3 separate regions of the Zea mays genome follow, and regions 1 and 3 are each linked to region 2. A link is a contact called in public Hi-C data. All regions are on one chromosome and are shown on one strand. Each heading gives the region's core, a stretch centred on a gene start, on an enhancer-like site or on the middle of the called end of the contact. The rest is flanking DNA. Distances are from core to core; before and after follow the strand shown. Region 1 holds the start of LOC100278526. Region 2 holds the start of LOC100192638. Region 3 holds the start of LOC111347720.

The links. A called contact is a pair of places that touch in the nucleus more often than the background predicts.
Region 1: a Hi-C map of leaf shows a contact between it and region 2, with 4 times the contacts expected there. The contact joins the promoter of LOC100278526 here to the promoter of LOC100192638 in region 2. A contact is called at or near these places in 10 of 25 Hi-C or Micro-C datasets (bundle sheath, ear, endosperm and 4 more).
Region 3: a contact with region 2 is called in a Hi-C map of root tip, with 3 times the contacts expected there. The contact joins the promoter of LOC111347720 here to the promoter of LOC100192638 in region 2. A contact is called at or near these places in 6 of 25 Hi-C or Micro-C datasets (bundle sheath, ear, leaf mesophyll and 2 more).

The regions. Positions count from the first base shown.
Region 1 is chr4:187,017,625-187,022,240 of Zm-B73-REFERENCE-NAM-5.0, reverse strand. LOC100278526 reads left to right here and starts at 2,790. Exons shown (of 5, transcript NM_001151772.2): 1 at 2,790-2,852; 2 at 3,057-3,817; 3 at 4,233-4,349; 4 at 4,448-4,616. The coding sequence starts at 3,059.
Region 2 is chr4:187,162,517-187,167,284 of Zm-B73-REFERENCE-NAM-5.0, reverse strand. It overlaps LOC100192638, which reads left to right and starts at 2,993. Exons shown (of 5, transcript NM_001137852.1): 1 at 2,993-3,284; 2 at 3,408-3,632; 3 at 4,057-4,251; 4 at 4,344-4,405. The coding sequence starts at 3,135.
Region 3 is chr4:186,917,027-186,921,492 of Zm-B73-REFERENCE-NAM-5.0, reverse strand. LOC111347720 reads left to right here and starts at 2,622. Exons shown (of 1, transcript NM_001357595.2): 1 at 2,622-4,466. The coding sequence starts at 3,046. The coding sequence ends at 4,215.

The DNA of each region.
Region 1 (4,616 bases), core at 1,541-4,040, 140 kb after region 2:
GATACCAATTGAGAGCACCTAGAGGGGGGGGTGAATAGGTGATCCTGTGAAACTTGAAAACTTAAGCCACAAAAACTTGATTAATCGTTAGCACAATAATTGCCAAGTGGCTAGAGAGGAGTCAAAACACAATAACCATAAGAAATCAATCACAGAGATGGCACAGTGGTTATCCCGTGGTTCGGCCAAGTACAAAACTTGCCTACTCCACGTTGTGGCGTCCCAACGGACGAGAGTTGCACTCAACTCCTCTCAAGTGATCCAATGATCAACTTGAATACCACGGTGTTCTTCTTTACTTTAATCTTTTCCCGTTTGCAAGGAATCTCCACAACTTGGAGTCTCTTGCGTCTTGCCCTTACAATTGAAGTTCACAAAGAAGTACGGAGTAAGGGAGAGAAGCAACACACACAAATCCACAGCAAAATACGCACACACACGGCCAAGAATCGAGCTCAAATGACTATCTCAAAGTTCTCACTAGAACAGAGCTCGAATCACTGAGAATGACAAACGAATGCGCAAAGACTGAGTGTGGATGATCAAGAATGCTCTTAGGTTGCTTGGTGTACTCCTCCATGCGCCTAGGGGTCCCTTTTATAGACCCAAGGCAGCTAGGAGCCGTTGAGAGCAAACTAGGAAGGCAGATCTTGCCTTCTGTCGACTGGCGCACCGGACAGTCCAGTGCACACCGGACACTGTCCGGTGCCCGATTTCCTTCCAAAAATGGCGCGGTCGACCGTTGCTTGCCAGAGAGCCGTTGGCGCACCGGACATGTCCGGTGCACACCGGACAGTCCGGTGCCCCCTTCCGACCGTTGGCTCGGCCACGTGTCTCGCGCTGATAACGCGGCCGACCGTTGGCCCGGCCGACCGTTGGCTCACCGGACAGTCCGGTGCACACCGGACAGTCCGGTGAATTATAGCCGTACGTCGCCGTCAAACTCCCGAGAGCAGCAAGTTCCCCCGAGTCTGTCTGGCGCACCGGACACTGTCCGGTGCACCACCGGACAGTCCGGTGCACCCAGACAGAGCAGACTTCGGCTGTACAAGCCAAGTCATATCCAATCCGATTTTTTCTGTTTCTAGCACTTAGACACAATACATTAGTCTTCAAAACAATGTACTAAGGCTTAGAAACATACCTTTACTCTTGATTTGCACTTTGTCAATCCATGGGCATAGATTCACATTTAAGCACTTGTGTTGGCACTCAATCACCAAAATACTTTAGAAATGGCCCAAGGGCACATTTCCCTTTCACCTGTCCCCTCCGCTCGTCTCTTCACCAGACATTGTAGTGGGAACAAGTCATGATGGGAGTTACCCACGTGCGACGCAGTGGGTCAATGGTCTTTGCCTCGGTAACACGTGGCCACACATGCTACTAACGCGCCCTAGGCCTTGCGGACTGAACACGCCGCCTGTACTTAATACGGGACACACGTCGCCTATCACCGGTGTGAATAGGTGGGATCCTGCCCGTATTTAATGTGTGCGCCCCCCGTATCAGATGCCCACGCTAAGCGACGCCTAACAGCTTCCGCGACACACCTCGATAACATCGCACCTCTGCCCAGGCGGAGAGCATAAGCTGGGAGCATATGAAGACGTGGCAGCCTCGGACCTCCCCTGGTTGAGGGCTTGGAAAAGACTTAGGGAAGTCCGAGTCCTTCTGTAATGGCTTGGGCACATGGCGACATCGAACCTCCTTTGGTCGGAGGTCTGGATGACTCATGTAGGGGTTAGGTCCTGGGTTGTAGCTAACGAGCAGTCCCACAATCAACCTAGGGTGACATCGGTCCGGAGGCTTGCAACTCTATCGGACGGACTTAGAGATGGCAATGGGTATCCGCGACCCGATACCCGATGGGTATTTACTCTATTAGGGTATGTATGTGGGCTAAATATTCTACCCGTGGGTCTGTTATTGGGCAAAAATCTTCACCCAATGGGTAAACGGGTATTAGAACGTTCCGCCTTCACCCATACCCGTTAACCCATGGGTATAAAATACCCAATATAAACTTAGCCCAAGCATGAACTTGGACTTTAGTCATCCATCCTTTTTACTATTTAACAACCTTTTAGGCCATAATGTAATAGAAGGCTTAACGACAATTTAATGACCATGTAATGGAACATATAATGTGCTATGTAGTACTATCCTAGTGTTACTACTTTATTCAATTATCTTTGGTGCGTTGAATGGATGGTTAAATAATGCTAGAAATTTTGTAATGGTATTTAGATGGATATACTTGACATTTGTATAATATAATATTTTGATAGATGTTTAATTTTTGTGGGTACGGGTGACCCGATGGGTAACCCATACCCACATGGGTATGGGTATGGGGGTAAATTCATACCCGCCAATGTATATGGGTGACCCGATGGGGTTATTTTTGTGTCGTGGGTATGGGTATGGGGTAGTAATACCCGATGAGTATTTACCCATTGCCATCTCTAGACGGACTCAGGCTCTAAGTCGGAGTAGACCACTCATTCTCCCATAACTACGGATAGCCACATGAGTTTCGTCTTGACCTACCAGGAGTGAATACCCATGGATACCGATAAATACACTACAATCTAGTAAGAAATAGTGTTTTCACGTCCATATTTATTGTCTCTTGAAGATGGTCTTTAATGTGTCTAACAGTTTATTTATATTTATATAGTATAGTTTAAATATAAGAACTTTATTCATATTTATATAGTAGAGTTTAAATTTAAGAACGAGAATAGATGGAGATAAGTGGCGGCGCCGGGACCAGCCTTATCGCTCCCGTTAGGGTAACGCAAGTACCCGTGCTCACCACTCGCGCCGCCGTCTCCCTCTCTTCGCAGGTCCGTTCGTTCTCCTCGTCCTCCTTTCATTCTCATCTAGGGTTTAATCCTCTCAGCCACGCTTTCAGAAACAATTCGTTGATTGCTATTCGATAGATCGTACTAAAGGAAGCACATGGATCTAGTATGATTTATATCTAATTCAGCGCAACTGATCGTGGGGATTCGATTCTCCATCGTGAATTGTGGTGCCTTTCCGATCAGCCATGGTGAAGAGGCTCAGGCGTAAGGGCGACGTCTCCTCCGCGCCGCCGCCCAAGGCCTCCGCCCCGGGGTCTACCAAGTCCGTCAAGTTAAAGAAGGGGGTCAAAACCGTTCCGAAGAAGTTGAAGGGGCTCTGCACTGAATCCGTGGGCATCGCTGAGGCGTCTGCTTCGGCGCAGACACCGGCCCCAAAATCAATCAAGACGAGTCCGGCAGCGGCCACCGCCGCAGAGACCGCAGATGATCGGGTCGCCCAGAACAAAACGGTGGACAGAAATTTGAGTAGGAAGGAGACAATGAAGGGGAGAGAGGCGGAGAAGGGAGAGATGACCAGTGATGGGGTCGCCCAGACCAAGACGGAGGACAGGAAGGCCAGTAGGAAGGAAACGATGAAGGGGATAGAGAAGAAGGCGGAGGGGGAAGAGAAGAGGACGAGTAGGAAGGAGATGATGAAGGGGAGGGAAGAGGAGCGTGTGAAGAGGGAAGAGAAGAGAAGGAAGTTGACAGGGAAGGAAAAGGAGAAAGAGAGTGCCTCTGGATTCATATTCATGTGCAGTGCGAGGACAAAGCCAGAGTGCTACCAGAACGGCGTGTTTGGCCTGCCCCGGGGGAAGATGGATGTGGTGGAGAAGATCCGGCCAGGTGCTAAGCTGTTCTTGTATGATTTTGACCTCAAGCTAATGTATGGGGTATACAAGGCAGATACAAGGGGAGGATTGGATCTTGTGCGACATGCCTTTGATGGGAAATTCCCTGCACAGGTGATTCTTGTATCTTATTGTTTGCTTTGCTTGTAGGTAGGTGTGAACATGGGTTTAGAGCCAACAACCATGGTTCAAATCTTTATTTGTGCATAATTTTAGCATTTTTTACTATTTAAATGTGGGGGAGCACGACAACGGCGGAAACCGTGGAACCAGGAAAACTGGTATTTTAATATAGTAGAGATAGAGAAGAGATGTGTAACCTTTGGCAGATTTTTTTCTTCTGACGTATCAAGTGCCCTTATCTCAACTAATGACCATACATGCATTGCCATGAAACAAAGATTGGGGGAATTGTTTGTTGTAGGTTTGCTACTGTGTTTTTTCAGGTTCTGAACACATGATATATCTTTGATTGGTGACATTGGTAATTTGGTATTGCTTAACTAACTAACTAGTGTCCTTGATGCAGGTTAAATTTAGTGTTGACAAGGATTGTCTTCCTATTCCTGAGAGTAGTTTCAAGCATGCCATTAAGGAGAACTACAGCTCAAAAGGCAGGTTCACCCAAGAGCTGAACTCTAAACAAGTGAGTCATGGGGAATTTTCTGTATTACAATGTTGTATATACAAAATCAAAGGCACAAAACTTTGTTCCATGCTTTAAGTCACGGCAAAATGTTGTAGGTTCAAAGACTATTGGCAATGTTCAAGCCTATCGACCTTCCTCAATCAGCTCCACAACATATCGAGGAAGTGCGACAATCACATATCATTGAAGATATTAGAAACCCGAGTGACTATGAAGATAGAAGACGATTGCAACATATTGAAGAAAGAGGTGCACCTATTGATG
Region 2 (4,768 bases), core at 1,744-4,243:
GGTGGAGATCGGAGCACCACGCGCGTAGCGCGTCCAGCAGGCCAGACCCGAATCGAGATGCCAAGTTCCGGCAGCCAACGGCGGCGGGTATCCTTCCTTGCGTCGCTGAAGTCGGAACACTACTGGCAGTACGTGTGCTACGACGCTTCTTGAGGGTTGAGATCCATGTTCTGGGCTGGGGTCAGGCGTGAGCCAGTACAGCTGCAACTGCAAGGGTAAACCATGGATGGTGATCGTGATCCTACTGCTAGCTAATGATGCTTCTTCAGAATCAGACACCAGGTGCTGTGAACTGGTGGTGGCCAGGCCTCCAGGACACTAACAGACAGCGACCTAAGAAGATACCGATACCGTATGGCGCGCGGCGTCTAGGTTGGACTTGTTGAGCTCAATCAAGCTGACAAGCAGTTCAGCGTGGAACCTGGGCTGTGTTTATTTCTGAACTGGTGGCCGGATAGCTGCAGTGACGATTTCTGGTGCGTGTGCAGCGTAGGTGCAGACAAAGCAAGGCAATGATGATCAGCGAAGATATACCATACCAATGATGCTAGCTAGTACGTGTGTGCCAGGACGCATCGTGGAGACTGATCTGATCGGTTTCTCGTCAGCTATCTATGTATCATGGCTCGGTTCCCGTGGACTGGACAGGGTGTGAGCGGGCTGCGGGCGAGAGGAGCGTTTCCTCTTGTGGCTTCACGCTGACGCGCCGTTGTATTGTATTCAGGTCAGCGCAGCCGCAGAGGCGTCTGCTTGACCTCACCTCTAACACACGCCGTCGGAACGTGTACCTGAAACTGTTTCTTGTACTTGTACGCGTTGTCTTTGTTCAGTGTCTCTGCATACGTTCACAACAGGGGTTCCTGAAACGCGGTCCTCTGCAGAGTCCTTTGTAACAGCGAGTGCGCAGCCGGTCTGCAAATGCAAAGCTAAGGTTGGCAGAGCTCTGGAGGTTTCGGATGTTCACCAAAGTTGAGTGCCTCACTTGATACGAGTTGCAGTGGGCAGGGCTTCTTTTGAAAAGCACACTGCCACGTACGGCATGGAAATGGAAGGTCGTACCTTGCCAGACATCACGATCCATTGCTGCTGGAGTGCAGTGCAGGCGCCTACCATCTACTACCCTGATCAGAGATAGAGAGAGAGAGAGAGAGAGAGCTTTGGAGTTGCAGCCCACCGGACGAAGTGGCATATGAGTAACTGCCACAGACTCGTGATGTGGGTGTACCCCCAGCATACATGTTGCCACATGATATTGGCCTACCTCCAGTAAATGAAGCCTGAAAATGTCGGGAATGCTCCAATTCATGTACCGAGACAACACAGTGGTACAATACAAACAAATCAGTAGTAGAGGGAACCAGTGTACAAATGCCAGTGTTAGAATTGGTACATCGTCGGTTGTACTTCTGCAGCGTCGAGGATCCTATTCCTATGCAAGAGAGCAAGGCGTGACCCTCTTAACCCTGAAGACCCTATACACCCTGGGAAACAAAAGGAAAAAAAAAACCCGAAGGCGAGAAGATAAATCGCAGTTTGGAGTACTCCGGACCGGGAATCGATCGTTAGAGTGACGAAGATGATATTTTTTTCAAAAGTGGCAGGTTGTTCTTTCCGTTTTTTTGAAACCAGTGGCAGGTCAGTTTCGACACTAGTGTGACAATCGACCGACGCATCCGTTGGTTCTGAGCTCATTTAATTCAGGTCTGCGGTCTGCGGCGGAGTTGCCGCTAACTGCAGCAAAAGCATGCACGCCGAAGCACGGAGTGGTTAAGATAACTCCGTATTGTAATCCATTCTTAAGCAAATCTACGACTTGGCTCATCATTTGAATCCGGCCATTGGCCCTGCAATTAAGAATAATGGCGGCAACGCCCTTCGACGGACCAATGGTAGATCTCGGAGGTACGGTTGGCTCGCTCGTGTCGTGTACTCATCCTACGAAGCAGAATATATGCTAAATGCCAACCTATACAACAAAGTCCGATCCGGCGACGACGTCCCTGCAATAGCATTTTCTCGCTCGGGGGAGTCGGGGTCGAGCCGTCGTGACCTCCCTATTTTAGAATTTGTTCGTCACCACTGCTACATCGCCGTCGTGACCTCGACGTCGCGCTTTATCCCGCGGTATATTAGGCTACCTCCAGCAAGGGTATGTATATGGTTTTGTACCTTAAATTTAGAGGACAACGAGCTCCTTTATCCCCCAGCAGGACACGGCAAAACGTCCGGTAAAAGTAGCGTACGTCGCTGGACACTCTAAACCTAGAGGTTGTACAGGCGTCCGCTATGGCCTGGCTCCTGCTCTCTTCTACGTTGGGACAAACGAATGGAGAGCGCTGGTTGGAGCCGTACATGGTCTCGTTAATGAAAAGTTGTGTATAAAATAAGAATGAGTAATACTATTTCTATAGAGGATGGAATTTAGAGGACGCTGCTGGAGAACGAGATAATATAGAGGACATAATATTTTAGAGTACACTGTAAATGACATAGAATATTTCTTTAGAGGATGAAATTTAGAGAACGCTGCCGGAGACAGCCTTATACTGACTTGCCGATCCCAATTGTTTTTAGCCTGCACACCCGAATCGTTTCATATATGTTTGCGAATTGCGATCGCGAGGGCGATGACGCGAATTCATTTTTGAACTAATACAAGACAAATAAAAAAAAGAACGGAGGGAGTAATTATTAAGAGCAGATATAAGCATGCGAGTTCATACATCCCGGCCAATGGCGATCCGACAACGTGTTCGAAGAAGCTGGATCCAAAAAAAATTTGTTTTGAACAGCGATGATCCCCGGCCGATTGGAGAGCTAGCTAAGTAACACAGTGCGCCTCTGTGGATCCGACAAGTAGGCCTAATAAAAAAGGCGCTGCGTACCTGCCACCTCTAGCATCTGCAGCTCACTCCTGGAGGACCTGGCTCTGGCCTCTCCCTAGCTATAAATACCTCCTGCCGGCCGAGTGCTCACTACCTCGAAGAGCAAGCAAGAGAGGCAGACACAGATAGCTGCCAGTAGAGCTTCTTCTTCTTCTTCTTCTTCCGCTTCCTCTTGCCGAGCGCAGTGCTACGTAGGAAGGAGTTCACGCCCTCGCGCACGCGTCGTAGCTCGTCGGTCGATCGCCGGAAATGTCGACCAACTCGAGGGCCAACTCCAGGGCCAACTTCAACAACGAGATCCACGACATCGGCACGGCGGTGCACAACTCCAGCAGCCTGCCCCCCGCGTACTACGACCGGTCGCTAGCGGACATGTTCCCTCCCCACCTCCTCAAGAAGGTACGTACGCATGCCATGTCTATATGGCGGCGACCATCATCGTCACGGAGAATGAAGATTCTCTTCCGGTCCATCCCGTCTTCGTTTCCGTTGGTTGTTGTTAACCGTAGACTGATCCCACAGGTGGTCTCGGAGGTGGTGTCCACGTTCCTGCTGGTGTTCGTGACGTGCGGGGCGGCGGGGATCTACGGCAGCGACAAGGACCGCATCTCGCAGCTGGGGCAGTCGGTCGCCGGCGGCCTCATCGTCACCGTGATGATCTACGCCGTCGGCCACATCTCCGGCGCGCACATGAACCCCGCCGTCACGCTCGCCTTCGCCGTGTTCCGCCATTTCCCCTGGATCCAGGTACACGCGTCCGCAGACCTGGTCTCCTAGCTTTGCGTCGAAATCGAAACTGAGCCATGGCTGGGGGTTTGGGCATAGGACGGATATGCATTCGTTGACACGCGAAAGTGGTTACAACAAGTGGGTCGTCAGGGTATTTTATTTAACAGAAACGTTCGGCTGCACATATACTTGTCATCATGGCGTGATCATGGGCAAAATTATCCACCTTTTCTAAGGCATAATAATGGATGCCAAGTTATCATATGTCTATTATCGTCAACTAAAAGAAAGTCAAACAAGAGAGAGAATGCTTAGTACTACATACTCATGACCCAAATAATGCTCACGCGGGATTAGAATAAGATAATATTGTAGCGGGCTAGCGGCGGGGCGGATTGGTTTGCCTAGAATGCTAATGTAACGTTTGTATTTCTGGGTACAGGTCCCGTTCTACTGGGCGGCGCAGTTCACCGGCGCCATCTGCGCGTCGTTCGTGCTCAAGGCCGTGCTGCACCCCATCGCCGTGCTGGGCACCACCACGCCGGCGGGGCCGCACTGGCACTCGCTCATCATCGAGGTCATCGTCACCTTCAACATGATGTTCGTCACCCTCGCCGTCGCCACGGACACGAGAGCGGTAAGCAAGAAGACCGGCACCGGTGGTTGCTGCTTGTCGCCATTTTCGGCTGCGCGATTCTGACGCTGTTTGTTTCGCTGTCGTGGATGCAGGTGGGTGAGTTGGCCGGGTTGGCGGTTGGTTCTGCGGTTTGCATCACGTCCATCTTCGCAGGGTAAATACATAAACGCACACGCACGCCTGCACGCACACGCTTAGAACTACTTGATTCAAGTTTAAAATAGTTGAGGGGGCTACGTCAATTCGAATACTAATAAGTTGTTTGGTTTGAGGAATGATCTAGTCCATCGTCTTCTCACTCCTCACTTTTTTGTTTGGTTTGTGGAATGGATTGAGTTGATCCATCACCACCTCATTCCTTATAGTTATTTAGTTAGTACTAATATGAGGAATGAGGTCATCCCACCAAATTTGAGGAATGAACCCATAATGCACCACCACATTTTTGATGAAGTGATTCCTCAAACCAAACATCCCCTAAACCACCGGAGTCCTTCCTGCAAGTACTAGTAGTAAA
Region 3 (4,466 bases), core at 1,373-3,872, 250 kb after region 2:
ATTAGTTATCACTCGACGGTGGTATCAGCGATAACACTATTAGATGGGGGGATTGGAAATGAATGGAGCGGTATTTGATTACCATTACAGACCACACCCAAACAAACGTGCGTTACATTTTGTCTAACCAAATGCCTTGATACTTAGTCCCTAATCTGTCAAACAGTGGAACTAAAAACAGGGACTAAACTACTTTAGTCCCTAGTCTCTCAATTGGTGAATAAAAGGAATTAAATCATATTAGTTTCACATTTGTTCCTCGTTTATTTCAGTTGCACTAATGACAGGACTATTAAAGGGGCTCTTTGGTCTTCTTATGAGTTATTTAATGCATGCGTTCTGAATGCGTTCTGAACACATTTGTTCACATTTGTTCTTATGTCAAAATGGACATATTCTTCACCAAACACTTAAATCACATAATGTTCCATGTTCGAGTGCCACTTTCATTATAGGTGGCGCAAGTAGGGGATGGCATCCCGATGTGGATGGTAGCATACGATAGTGGCGATCGACATGGAAGGGCATGGACAACATTGGTGTTCCAAGGCAAATGACGCACATGGTGATGGTATCCTAGTGTGGATGGCGCCAATGGATGCTGGTTGGGGCTTTGTGTTGCTCATTACAATGATGAAGGTTGATGGGAAGAAGAAAGACGTGGAGGCCGCTATAGGGTGTTGTAGGATTAAATTGTTGAAGAAGTTGTGTCATGTGTTGTACGTATTTTAAATGATGTGGTAAACTATAAACTAGTAGTCAATTGGACCTAGGAGTGAATAATAGTCAGTCATACTTTTGTTTGAGCTTTTTCTTCTTCTAAATTGACAAAATCTTGTTTATATCGTGGTCCCTTGAATTGTTTGAGATTCAAGCCTAAGGAGCCAAGCCGAAGCTGAAAGTCACTCAAAATCAACTTGACTTTATTTTGGAACGAAAACAAGTTTAATCAGCTCATTTTTTCATGATACACTAATCCAGCTCAACGAACTCTTTGTCTAGAGCTAGCTTCGCTTACCGCTTTGCCCTTATGGCTCAACCAATGTCTTGCTTAGTGGCGCATGGTCGGGTTGATCTTAGTCTTCTCCAATCAATTTATCGAGTTGTTTTGACAGGTGACATGATGTTTACTTATTCGTTTGGCAGTTTTTTTAATGCCTTTTATAACTTTCTAGGTTGTTATGTTTTCTTATGCTATACCAATAAAACACATGTCAGTTATTATTATTTAAGAGAATGTTCTACTACATAGAGGCAGGTTTGATGCCGGCCATTTTAATTATATTTAAAACATATTGCCGAAAAATCCAAAGTCAAAGCTTTGCGGAGCAGGGCATAGATTCCGTTGTGTGTTGTTGCCTTTTTATGTAGCAGTTTTGTTCCAGTTTATAGAATGCTTGTGTACACCAGGTCCACGGCAGGGCGCCACGAATTCTAAGGCTGGTGGCAAACAAAGGAAGTGTAGCAAAGGCTAATGCAAAAGGCAATACAATGATTACCTGTTGAGCTGACCCTACTTTATTATCTCTTTCTCTGCTGTTGCTGCTCCATATAGTTTTTTTCCCCAGACAGTATTCTCTGAGTCTGAAGATCAACTTTCATTTGTAAGAAGATTAAGTTAGTATACAGAAGCGATTCGTTTAAGCATGCACACACAGGCAGGACGGATATCCACGTCAATCTATTCACTGCACATAGAAATGATGAAATATGGAGGGCTACAGGGAAAGCACAAGGGAAAAAAATATTAATGCGTGCTAACAGTTTTCCCTTGTGTATTTTGACTTGGAGAATGGCGGCTACAGTGTGCAGTGCAGTGCAGTGCAGTGTTCATTGGTGACTGAATGATAAAGAGCAGCGCACGTGGAGTCTGAGCCCCTGACTGCCTCTTCACGGTTTAAAGATTTTCCTTTTGCCCGAAAGAAGGGGAAAAAAAGAAATAAAAAAGAGAAGTTCGGAGCAGGGAAAAAAGAAACGCGTTTCAAACAGAAAAGCGACCGGCGAGAAAAGAAAAAAAAAAACAGGGGGTGCTTGCTCTCAAAAGCAGCCAATCCACAAAGGAAGCAATGCTTTCCATTGCCTCGCCTGAGTTCGTTCAGCGGCTTCGCGAGACGAGAGAGAGAAAGAGAGTAGTGGCGTGGCATTCTTTTGATGGTTAAATGGGAGATTCGTCTGTTAGCATCAGCAGAACATACCACGTTACGTTCTGCCACAGTACTGCTGATGCACAACTGTGCATGGGATTAGCTAGCTAGGTAAGATGAGCCTAATAATTTCTCCTCGCTCCCCTGCTATAGCTGTTCCTGTCTCTCTCTCTCCTCACGCTCACCGGTCTCCGTCCATGTACACTCATGTAGCGGCACTGCGGCAGACTACTAGCGGTCTCTTTCTCTCTCCCTTCATCTCCAGCTTCTCTCTCTCCCCGCTCCTCTCCGAACATCAGGATTCCATTTAATCCGTCCATCTCTCTCCTCAAACCCTACAAAGTACACCACCATCCTCTTCCGGCCGCCAGCTAACCTTCTCTCCCCCTGGCCGGCCTTCCCTAGCTAGGGTCATCTGCTCATGCTTCCTCTCTCTCTCTGTCTCTCTCCCCCCTGAAATCACAGATGAACCACATCAAAAGACCATAAAATAGTGCGTGTGATCTCCCACATGCACACACAAACACAAGCTCTCGCTACCCTCCTTCCGTCCATCAACCATCTTCTCTCTCATCATATCATATGAGCAAGGATTCTTTCCAACCTACAATCTTCTTTCCCTGATAGCCAGCCAGCTATTTCTTCCTTGGACTCTCTCTCTCTCTCTCTCTCTCTCTCTCTCTCTCTCTCTCTCTCTCTCTCTCTCTCTCTCTCTCTCTACCACCACACCTAACCTTCTCGGAGCTAGACCCACAGCAAGAGAGAAGAAGCTGGAGACATCAAATCCGTTCCACGCTCTCCCAAACAACTAAACCACTCCATTTACCCGGCCGGCTAGAAAACATACACGCCAAGTTATATGCATCTATCGCCGTGTATATATACCATGGCCTAAGTGACCATGGACGTCGCCGGTGACGGCGGAGGAGGCGGCCACCGCCCCAACTTCCCCCTCCAGCTCCTTGAGAAGAAAGAGGAGCAGCCGTGCTCCAGCTCCGCTGCGGTGGGCACGTCGGCGGGAGGCGGCAACGGGAATGGATCGGGGGCCGGAGGTGAGGCGGCGCAGGTGCGGAAGGCGGCGCCCAAGCGGAGCTCCACCAAGGACCGGCACACCAAGGTGGAGGGAAGGGGGCGCCGCATCCGGATGCCGGCGCTGTGCGCGGCACGGGTGTTCCAGCTGACGCGGGAGCTCGGGCACAAGACGGACGGCGAGACCATCGAGTGGCTGCTGCAGCAGGCCGAGCCGGCGGTGATCGCGGCCACCGGCACCGGCACCATCCCGGCCAACTTCACCTCCCTTAACATCTCCCTGCGCTCCTCGGGCTCCTCGTTCTCCGCCCCGCCCCACCTCCGCGGCGCCCCCTTATTGCCTAGCCCCACCAGCGCCGCCGCCCGGTTCGGCGGCCGTGCTGACGCGTGGGACCGGGTCGTCGGCCTTGGCTTCCCTCCCGAGGGCCCGGCCTCGTCGTCGTCGTCGCCGTCCCCTCTGCTGCTTAACTTCTCCGGCAGCGTCGGTCTCGACGTGCAGCCGTCGCCGTCTGCCGCAGCCGCAGCCGCAGCCGCCGATATGTCGAGGAAGAGGCGGTGGGAACAAGAAATGCAGCAGCAGCAGCAGCAATACCAGCAGCAGATGGCGGGGTACACGCAAAGCCAAATGCCGGGCACCGTGTGGATGGTGCCGAGCAACAACGCGCCGCAGGGTGGTGCAGCTTCCAGCGGAGGCAGCGGCGAGTCTATCTGGACGTTCCCGCAGATGGGCAGCGCCGCCGCCGCAGCAGCTGCCGTGTACCGGGGGAGCGTGCCGAGCGGGCTACATTTCATGAACTTCCCTGCGCCGGTGGCGCTGCTTCCAGGGCAGCAACTGGGGCTCGGCCCCGTGGGAGGCGGAGGCGGCGGAGGAGGAGGCGGAGGCGAGGGGCACATGGGCATCCTCGCCGCCCTCAATGCGTACCGGACGCAGGCGGCAACGGATCCCGCGGCCAGTCAGGGCGGAGGAGGCGGGTCTGGCCAGCAGCAGCACGGTGGCGGCCGCGGCGAACGGCATGAGAGCATGAGCACCAGCGACTCGTAGCCGCCGTCGTCGGGGGATCTCCAAGGATCGCATGCATCGCGCGCTCTGGTGTGGCTTTGATCTGTTCTTTGTCTTGGTTTCACTTTCTTCCTTTCCTTTTAATTTTGTGGTTTCTCTCTCTCTCTCTCTCTCTCTCTCTCTCTCTCTCTCTCTCTCTCATCCTAGCTACACACCCCTACGGCGAGGATTACACTTCTGCTGCACTCCATGGCATGCGATAGGATCAGTCATCATCCTTACGTGAGGTCGTG